Regions from separate parts of the Mus musculus genome. Here region 1 is linked to region 2. A link is a contact called in public Hi-C data. All regions are on one chromosome and are shown on one strand. Each heading gives the region's core, a stretch centred on a gene start, on an enhancer-like site or on the middle of the called end of the contact. The rest is flanking DNA. Distances are from core to core; before and after follow the strand shown.

Evidence for each region. A called contact is a pair of places that touch in the nucleus more often than the background predicts.
Region 1: a Hi-C map of cerebellar granule neurons shows a contact between it and region 2, with 2.0 times the contacts expected there. The contact joins two enhancer-like sites. A contact is called at or near these places in 2 of 39 promoter capture datasets (cranial neural crest and embryonic stem cells), 3 of 484 Hi-C or Micro-C datasets (cerebellar granule neurons, cerebellum and nephron progenitors), 11 of 115 datasets of contacts at active chromatin or transcription factors (the 230-238 cell line, embryonic basal ganglia, embryonic fibroblasts and 8 more) and 2 of 9 other capture datasets (adipose tissue and pancreatic islet).

What each region holds. Positions count from the first base shown.
Region 1 is chr14:93,873,474-93,879,221 of GRCm38.p6, reverse strand. All of the region lies in intron 2 of Pcdh9 (protocadherin 9), which reads left to right. Among named protein-coding and RNA genes, the nearest start is that of Pcdh9, 14 kb to the left of the region's middle. Within about 2 kb of position 2,796, at least 3 of the 459 cell types and tissues checked have an H3K27ac peak or open chromatin away from gene starts, as enhancers often do. A contact at or near this core is called in cerebellar granule neurons and cerebellum, where this site is marked.
Region 2 is chr14:93,345,979-93,351,070 of GRCm38.p6, reverse strand. The region is part of intron 3 of Pcdh9 (protocadherin 9); the gene reads left to right. Among named protein-coding and RNA genes, the nearest start is that of Gm23509, 210 kb to the right of the region's middle. Within about 2 kb of position 1,755, at least 3 of the 459 cell types and tissues checked have an H3K27ac peak or open chromatin away from gene starts, as enhancers often do. A contact at or near this core is called in cerebellar granule neurons and cerebellum, where this site is marked.

The sequences.
Region 1 (5,748 bases), core at 1,547-4,046, 530 kb before region 2:
TTTTTAAATGATGGACATGGTGGGAGCCGATCCAGAAGGGAAAATGGAAACCAGGCAGGACAAGAAAGCACGTGTGACTGCTTCTTCTGATTCATTCTATATAAATTATTCAAGCGTATGTGAGCAAAGAGGTGACATACTTGTTCTTGAATGGACATTATTATGTAGAATTTCACTAGGTACACTAACATGTGCAGGACTCTAATTATATTGGCTCTAGGGGAGAATAGGAATTTTGTTCATTTTTCTTGCTTGTATAATGTCTTTAGTTTGATGTCCTTCCATAGTCTTTGCTGACAAACCATCTTTGCGTTTCACTAATGTGCATCTTTCCTACTGTCCAGTTCCAAGCCTTTTTCAAGCTCTCAGCAGTTGACTAAGAAACTATCTAATCCCTTTTAGAACTCCAAAAAGCAATGGTGGCAGGGGCTTTGGTACTTTAAGCTTCCACTGCAGTGGTATGAAGGGTTGTTATTGAGCGGCTATTTACGCATGTCTCCCTGCCAGCTACTTACTTAGCCACATTTTTTTTTCTTCCTAATCTTCAGCATTCATCCTGAGAATATTTATTTTAGTTGGAAATAAGCATAGCAGTGATAGGAGTTTGGGATTCACCTGCAGATGAATACCATCACAGACCAGGAAGCCCAGGCGACACATTTTGCATAGATCTGTATGAACACAGTGAACCCTTCATAAGCTCATAGACTGCAGGAAATCAGTGTTGAAAATTAAGGAGGGCTTTAAAGATTTGCAAAGTAGAGCGCTTTGTAGAATGCTGGAATTGCAGGTGCCTATTAAATATAAAGTAAAGGCTTTGTAATACAACCAGCTAACACATTTCCCTCCACATTAGAGTGATTTATAGCCTAAAGAATTAGATTTGCCCCTTTTTTTTTCAAATGCAGACACATTGGATATATTCAAAAGAATGAAAATCTCAGACATGCCTTAGAGTGAGCAGGTTTCCTCTTTGATGTTCCTGATTCGGAAGAACAGATTGTCCAGGAGTACGGGCTCTTTTTTTGGAGATACCTCTGATGCCTGTGATTTGGGCCTTCACTTCTCCTACAAAAGCACTCTCAAATTTGTGAATAGAATCAGTTCTGACTGAATTAAAAATGAAAGCCCTTGATATCTCGAAACATATTTCAAGCAATTGGTAGAATTCCTTTCTGCCTCATTTTCCAATATTGTATATCCATTCCATGATTTTTTTAGTCCAGGCATGTATAGATTTTATACATTTACCTCCATGATAATGTTGAGAAAATGGCTGGCAGTTCACTCATACTTGATGTTGCAGACTAGGGTGCTTATATTCAAAATTGTAGGAATGACCATATGTACTTCAAAATAGTTACAAATATGCTTTTAATTTTAAAAACTTTTTTTTTTGCTTCCATGTAAATCATGTGAGTCTCACAATCCGAACATGGCAAAGTGGCGGGCTCTTTTCATCATGATTACTTTGGGAAACAAAAGACTAGCAATCACAATGCACAGAGTGAAATTTTTTACTTCTTCCCCCATTTCCTCATTAAACAAACATCAATAAGGAGGAAATAGAAGCAGGAGGCACTATAAGATGAAGCTGTATCTTTCAAAGAAAGAAAATGTCTTCTGCTGACAGTAGTTCCGTAGTAGATCTCTGAGAAAAAGGATACTGGTGCTTTTTTGGATTCTGAGGATACAACCAATCTGGGCCTCTGTGTGATAACAGCTGCATGCTGAGGATTTTCAAATACTCTGCTACACAGGATTCTGCAGGAGACTGTGTAGATGGTGCAAGTGACAAATGGAGACAAAATGGAGTGTGCTCTGAGATGTGAGTTGATGCCCTCCTGGGTCATATATTCATGTTATTGAACTGATTTTCACATTGGAAATCCTGAGACACAATGGCCTTTCCTCTGTATCAGCTGAGAGTGAACCTGTGCCAGCAACTTTTCTTTGCTCTGTGTCTTATTAAGTCACTAGATGAAAGACATTCATTTGTGTTGTTTAGCATAATTTCAGCTTCTCAGCATCTCAGCTGATTTTAAATGGTCTATATTGTTTCTCTAGATCTCTTTACCATAAACAAAAGTATATAAACACAAAAGCACATGCACCCAGAGAGGTAAATATCTTGACAGTATACATAAAGTGCGTAATAAACTTCATAACATCCCCTTCCTTTTTCAAAATACCAGAGAGACCCTCTAATTTTTTTCCATCTTTATTTTTATTTTTTTATTTTTTGCTTTGCTCACTATGCATTTTTATTAGATATTTTTAAATTTACATTTCAAGTATTATTCCCTTCCCTGGTTTCCCTTCGAAAACCTCCTATTTTCTTCCCCACCACCCCTGCTCACCAACCCACCCAATCCCTCTTCCTAGTCCTGGCATTCCCCTACACTGGGGCATTGAGCTCTCACAGGACCAAGGACCTCTTCTATTGATGACAGAGTAGGCCATCTTCCGCTACATATGCAGCTGGAGCCATGGGTCCTCCCATGTGTACTCTTTGCAAACCCTCAATTTGAAGTTAATTTTTCATTCACTGCTCTTAAAATTTTCCTTTCTTCATTCTTGTCTTTCCTAATAAGTAGGCATAATATTTTGTTTTATTGTACCTAGGTTAAAAATGTTTTATCTCAGTGTATTCAAATTTCCTAAATAAAAGCTGATAGAGTTTATATGATAATTGCCTATACTTTTGCCTCAAAATTCAAATAAGTGTGAACATTAGCTTGCAGTACTATAAAATCAGTGAGGATCTCTGCGGTGTCTTAGCATGATTTGAAGCCCTCATTTCAGTCTTGACAGGAAGATCTTTCATAAATACAGTGACAGCAAAATATGTTCATTTCACTGATGGTTTTTTAAATATGGCAATAATTGACAAAAACCCTTTGATACTTGACATCTCTTATTTTAAACAATTCAATTTTGCTTGAGGTAAGGGTTATTGACTTCTGGGTAGTAGTAGGAGCAGTGAGCCTCAGGGTTTAAAGTTTTCCTGCCAGGCCATCTGTTCCTAGCAGGACAGTGCATCCTCTCCAGCTGACAAAGGCCCACCCCAGGTATATAGCCAGGATGGTACCAAGCACAGACCTGGTTTTAGCATCAAATGTCAATGCGGGCATTCCACAGGCTGAAGCATTACTATCTGCAGTATAGTAGTTAAGGAGAACTGTAGTGACTTCTCCAGAGTGTCAAAGTGACTCACTTACATTTCTTTACCCTTACATGAACTTTCAGTAGTGATGACTGAAGTGAACTGAATTGATGAGAATCTTAGAAATCTTCTGAGAGAGTTTTGAATTTAAACTTAATCCTCGTATCATACTTTTCATTTATATTTTGTCTACAAAATTGTATAAGAGGACACAAACATTCTTAGGCCGTTTACATTTCACACCATCTAACTGTATTTGACTTGACCAACTTGCTTTTTTCTTATGTAACAGTAGGTGTGTCTGTTACATTATATATCAAGGCTTCCAAGATGGGAAGGGTGGAAGACGTAAATCAGAAAGAGGAATCCTCTCATTGCATCTTCATATTTGCAGTGTTTTCTTCCTTTTCTTTTTTCCTCTTCTCATTGATGTGACAAAATATGGACGAGATCACACTAAGGCAAGAAGCAAAAGTTTATATTGGTTCATAGACTGAAGGCAGTGTTCATCACGATAGGAAAGGTATAGCAGCAGGGACATGAAGCAGCTGGTCAGATTACACCTTCAGGCTGCAGACAGAGATACACGAATGCTTGTGTCAGCATACCATCTACTCTATTCCTTCTGGGATTCCAACCTTTGTGATTTCCTTAATTTAAAAACACACTGTGTAAGCAAACTGGTTGAAAGTATTTCTCCATGGTGAGCCTAGATTCTAACAGGATGGCAGTCAGTATTAACTATCACAGTATTTAGATGGAATGCGTACTGAGTGTTTTCCCTAAAATATAATGTCCACTGAATTTGTGTTGTTCCATGGTTGAGAAAGATAAGAAAAGATACAGGCAAAGGTGCCATGCAGTTATTCTTAGCGCACTCATTGGTAAAGTAGAAAATGCACTAGAATCTAACAAGTGCTCTATAAAGGGAAGCAAAATAATAATTGAATAGTGATTAATGCAGTGTCTGGTTACTATATTAATTTTAGAAAGATAAATTTAGTGTCTAATAGAACTCAGAGGATTCTTACATGCTGAAGCTTCAAATGTGCCTTTGAGATGATTTGACCTATTTAATTCATTTTTGCCAGCTAGTAAATTGGAGACCATAGAAATAATTTGATACTTGTCATAGCAGAAATGACTGGATGATCTACTATATGAAAATGTTGTCATTATTAATACAGCCTTGCATCACCTAGCAAGTAGAAGTAGGCCCTTGATTTCTCAGTTTCGTGGACATATGTTTACTTATTAAGATTATTGTGACGTTAAGTTTGCAAACATCAACCAGCTATGGAGTATGTTCTTCAGGCACTCAAGGACCGTCTTCCATCTCTTTTGTCTAAACATAGCAGCTCCACACTGAGAGAGGTACCCAGTTTACTTAACAGATGAATATTCTTTTAATTTCGCTTATAATTGTTTTGTTTTACTGTACTTTTTTAAAAAATTTCTGTAGGTATGACTTTGCATTCATCTACTTTTCCTTTAGCATCATTTTCATTATTAGATGTTATAAGAAGTTGATCTGTAACAACATGGAATACAATGCATAAAACGCTTTGCTTTGATCTTAGTTCTCATTATTTTGTCTGTGAAATTACTTCACCTTTTCTCCTTTAGTATTTTACCTGTACCCGTTTCAGTTGTCTGCCACATTTAAAATCATCTTGTTCCCCTTAGCACTTGTTATTAATGGAGTTCTTTGTCTATTACCCATAGGAGCGGCCCCCACCTGGGGATTTTCACCTCTCACATCACTCCTATTACAAAACAACATATAAAAACCAAATCTGTTGCACAGTCAGTACTTAACGCAGCTGGAATCATTTGAAACCTGCTGGTTCTTGCTTCCAATTATTCCATAGACTAGAAAGCATCTCTGTTGAAGTAACAGCATCCACCGCGTAAGCAAACTAGTTGAAATGTCTGTGAATATATGGATCATGTTTCTAGAATTTGCCAAATTGATGTCAGAAGTCGAATGTCCAACAGCTCTTACTACTTTTTAATTTTAATATAATATATTTTGATCTATGCGTAAGCTATTAATGACTGAGTATTCAAATTTGCAGTCTGTGAGTATGTGGGTGACTTAGATATTAATAATGACAAAATATAAAAACATAGCACAATAGGATTTTACCCAAAGATACCATTTTTTAATACACTAGGCTAAAATAATTTCCTTCGTCTTCACAGCTAAAAGCATCAGGATGAAATTGAAATTTGTGACTAAAATTGAAGCAAAGTACAGTGGAAATTTGTAACTAATTATTTTTATTAACCATATAGGAAGTTACTATAGCCAAATTTCAATTTATTTCTTATGACTTTGACTATGAAAATTAAAATTTTAATATCTTACCGGCTTTCACCACTCCTGGGTTACATTTGGGATTGGCCTTTGATTTAATTCTAATCTCATGTCAGCCAGTATCTCCTTAGTGACTTTAAAACAAAACATAAAGGTAATTATTCACCATTACTAACCATTATTTCTTGTGTTCAATAATACCCATAATCTAAGGGAAAATGGTACAGCTTCATTTAGACTTCATGTTTCATATTAACATGAG
Region 2 (5,092 bases), core at 506-3,005:
GCTCTGATTTCTGGCTCTGACTCCTGGATGTGGCCTTGTTGCCATGACTACCAGTCCTGGGTTTTGACTCAGCTTGGCTTCTGCTTGCAGTTTCTGATCTCACACAGCCGGGTGCTCAGTTTCCAGTTTTGGCTTCACGTATCAGTATTTTCCGCTGGCTCTAGCCCCTCAACCTTCTTAGTTTCACCCTTTGGTTTCTGATATCTAAGTCCAAGGACTCAGAAACATGTTTGAAGGAAACACTATTCTAGTATCTCACAATGACATAAAAATTAGAGTTCCAATTTTTCATTTTTTATTCTCAATTTTTATTTCTCATGAAAGACACGAGCATTAGTCTAAATAAATATGCTTCAATTGAAAATCACATCCAACATAAATAATGGGAAACCATTTGTATAAGACAGTTGTAGGTTCTCAATGCAAAGGCACATATTACACTCTCTACTTCATCTGTTTTTTCGACAATAAAGACTACAAACTGAGCAACAGAAATCCAGGGGTGACCAAAATGATGCACAACAGGAACTCATAAGAAGTCATTTGGCATGCCATCACTCTTGATGAATTAAAAGACTTTGAACAGAAAGACTGAGATTCTAAGTTTAACTAACAAAAAATAAGAAATTTCAGAAAAATAAATCTTGATGAAAAAACAAGGAGAAAGGTGTTGCATTGTCAACAAGAGTCATCAAGAAAGTGGTTAGAGTTCCATTTTAACTCTGTGTGTGTGTTTATCCACAAAAAGATCCAAAGATTTATGAATAAGCTACATTATGGAGGCATGAACAAGACAATTTTGCCTATCAGTTGAAAGAGGTTTTTTTGTTTTTGTTTTGGATGGTTTTGTAAAGAGACTCATAGTGGATATTGAAAGTAGATGAGGGAATTTTACAAATATGCAGGATAAGAAAAGTAATGACTAGTTAATATAAGAGAAACGGAGAGTAGAAAAGAATGCATACAGTAGACCTGTTTAACTATAAAATATTTATAGAAAGCCTGTCTCTGGAAGCATATTGGCATAACAGGGTTAACTAGCTGAATTATACTAGCGTCTTTTAGACGCTCTTTCTTGATTTTTTAGAGGGATTTGACCACAGAAAATCAAGTACAATGTTCCCAAACTTGATTGGGAATCAAAATCGCTTGAATAGATTTTGAACTCTCCTTCATATTTAGTAATAGAACATGGAGTGTTTTATTTTTAATAATTTTGGACACAGTGATAAGGCATTCATAAAGGACCTAAAAGTTGCTGAACGTAGGAAAACTACATTTATTAAAACTTTCAGTTTTCCCTTAGGTTAAAATAAGTTACCAATACAGTCTTTACCTATGCTATTTCTATGCTATGTTAATGAAAACCAAATAAAACCCATGTCTTATTTCTCCATATCTTGACACAGATGCAAAGATGAACTCTAAACACAATAATTATATGTGCATGCATACATTATTTAGAAGAAAATTTCAATAAAATAAATTTTGAGTGTAATTAGCACCCTTTTACCGATTTGTTATTGGATTATGTTTGGTTTATAATTATAGACGTATGCTATGTATTTCTTTGTGGCTAACAGGCCAGTGAACCCCATCCCACAGTTGTCAGCCTGGATGGCTTCAGTATGTCCCGCTAGCAGAATTATAGTTGAAAGTCTGTGGTTCTTTTTTTATCTTGCTCCAAGCTCCATGGTGCTCAGCCAACCAAGACGCTCCAATTGCCTTCAAAGATGACTCTTCACTCGAATGAGCACTGTGGGGTGCAGAGTTAGAAGAGAGTCTGGCCTCAAGTAAGACGATTTAACATATGCCTCCTTTTAGATCAAATCCTATCTAAACAGGATTCTCTGAAATCTTAAGGCATGTGTACATCTCTGATTTCCAATAGTACAGAAACCGAGATGAACTTTATATATAAAAGAAACAAGATACAGATGTAAGGATTGTGAACAGAGCCAGCATGTCAGTTACTTACACAGAAATTAAACAGTCATGAAACAACTCTTTGAAAAAATGGAATTAACGTTTGAAAAGATAGCCCACTTTCTTATGTTAGCTAAGATGTTTCCATGTTTGTTCTAACTTGTGTGTTTAGTCCTTCAGTTTCTGGGTGTCATTCACTACCAAACTGATAATATATTCTCTATTTCCCCAAGGCCTTCTAAGGCAGTATTAATTCAGTGGCATTTTTCTCTGATGCTGTCAGGTTCTGACCAGATGTTTTTTTTTTTCTTGTGACATTTGGAAGGATCCTGCTGTCTTCAGAGCTGCAAAGCAATATCTGAAGAAGTTTCTCTTATTTATTTATTTTTTTATTTATTGCTTTAATAAAATGCACCTTTTCAAATATAACTTTTTAATTTCCTGAGATACTAACTTTTCAGTAATGTAAGTGAAACATATCAGAAATTATAAAGTATAACAAGAAAATGGCATTTGCTACAACAAGCTATTCAGGGATAAGACATTTTTCTTCTATGATTATGTTCCTGTAAATTCTTTAGGCTATTATTCTCCTATCAGAAAACTAATTTTCATTGTTATAAAAATTGAAAAAAATGTGATATTAATTTTTCATATACCGCTACAAATACAGCACAGGTATATATTTAACTTTATTCTCTAAGTAAATACTTGTACTCTATGGTTCAACTATAGTCTAGGGTGGAACTATTTCTTTTCAGAATTGAATCTGCTACTAATCATCTTTCTCACAGTTAAAGTTCACAACAAATGTCCAAATATTATGTAACTAAAGCAAGTATACCTGACCTCTTTATTTTCACCTATTTAACACAGAGTTGTTTTGGTACAAAGATCAGAAGAGACCACAAATGAAGCTTGTCTTCAACCTATTGCTCTTTTCTTACCACGTCTTCAAATAATCTCCTCAGGCTGACTGGTGTAGATCCTTCCCTACTTGGATACACCACTCTGCACTGAATCAGACCAGAAAGATAAAAGGGAGGTCTGGGTGGGGTGGTAAATGGTGGCTATTTAGATCTCATCTTCTATATTGCTTTTGAATAAGGTATTTCAATAGTTTTATTTTATTTTTGTTGATGTCTTTCATTTTGATTCCTACCATCGATATCCTTAACATTTTCTCTCAGAATTCCCAGCTTCCCATAAGCAATCAGTTCCTGATACTTCCCATCACTATTTTCTAACACACACACACACACACACACACACACACACACACACACACACACACACACACACTTGCACACATGCATGCAGGCATACAATGTATAAATGCACACATGCTCAGGCACACACAGAAATATTTTTCACCATGTCACATTAAATACACAAATGTGGGAATGTGATTGTGAGCAGATTCCCACACTAAATTCCCACATGAAAATGAGACTAAATATTTTTAAGATTGACCTGGGTTATTACATCCAAAAGACCGTGCATGTTAACTATGTCCAAAAGCATTCGAACCCAGCACTCTATGATTCAGTGTCTAAAGCAATCACAAATGCATTTTCCCCAAAGATATTATGCTCCTCACTATTCCAAGCCTTGAAGTCTGTCAGAGTGGCGCTCTGCAGAGAAGCTTTGTCTCTCAGTGTCCCTTTATGCACCAATGCATGTGTTTATTTGGATTATGTTAAAACTAACTGTATCTGCATGTGAAGAAAACTGTGAGCAAGTTTTGTCACTCTTTTTCTCTAATGTTTCCATTTCAGTTGGCAGCAAATTATGGTCTATGACTTGGCTCCACCATGCTTTCATGGTCTAACCCAAATAAACAAGGGCAAACCTCAGGGGAGCTCTCAGTGGTGAGCAATTTTAATTAGCAAAGGATCCTGAAGCTGCACATTCAAAACAAAATATTACTCAGCAAACAATATTGGTGCCGCCAGGAAAGGTTGTGTTCACAGCTTGTGAAAGTGCAGGAAGCTTTAGGGAAGAGCTGGGGAGGGGTAATGAGAAGTGTCACTTAAAGTTAGTTCCTGGATCTAAGATCAAAGTGAAGGACACTCATCATCTGGCACAGGCACTCGAATCCAAGTGTCAAGCTTCAGAGTTATCTCAATTCTGCCATTTCTAAGAGGAAAAGAAAAAGGTTCCCTTAGAACGAATTATTTCTCTAAGAAATAAGATTCCTCAATCTGTAAATACTCAGGCACTAAAGGAAATGGAAAACAGAGAAGTAATTAGGATTCTAGCGAAAATCAGATTGTAGCCTCAAAAAAGCATGACTTGTGGAATGTTTATTTTTAGTTATAAGTTCACCTGGCTGAATTTTGATTGGCTTTTACTTATATACTCTCTAGTATTTTAAATCATTCATTTCTTTCTTCCTTCCTTCCTCTTTTTTGCATTTCTTTGGTCATTTATAATTCTTTACAAATAACACATTGCAAAATAACTAACGATAACTATCTAAACTAACTATAATTAATAAATAAGTGTATTTCTGGCTAACAACCCTGAAATATTTGCTGGGAAACACTTTATAAGAGCAACTCCACCTAAGTGTAAGAAAGAAAGGAAAACATTGCACAGTCTCTCCTGTCCTGGTGTAACAGAATACCTGAGGCAGGATAACTTATTAACAAAGAGAGCAAGGGAGAGACTTATGTGTTAACATATCTGGAGGCTGGGAAGTCTAAGATCAAAAGGTTCATGGCAAGAGATTTCTTGCTGAGCCATCCCATGGTGAAAGGAAGAAGAGCAGGAGAGTTCAACAGAGCACATATGATTTAGCAGATTCTAGTCATTCCTTATAATCATTAATTCATCCATGACAGTGGAGGCCACATGCCCCAAATTTCTTGACAGTCCTCAATCCTCAGTATAGCTGCATTGAAGGATACATTTTGTTACATTCTTTTTCTGTTCACTATCAAGAAACATTAGACATTAGACAGCAATGATCATTTTTTCTTTCAAATAGGTTTTTCACATGAATGCATTGAATATTTAAAGCTGAACATATGGTTAGGTTAATAACTATAATCAAGTAGTTAAGTCCATTGTCCAAAGGTTAATTTCCTCTTTATACTGTATCCTTAGATCACCTTGTATAAATGTTGACTCAGAAGGTACCTCAGGAGAAGTGTCAAAAAAT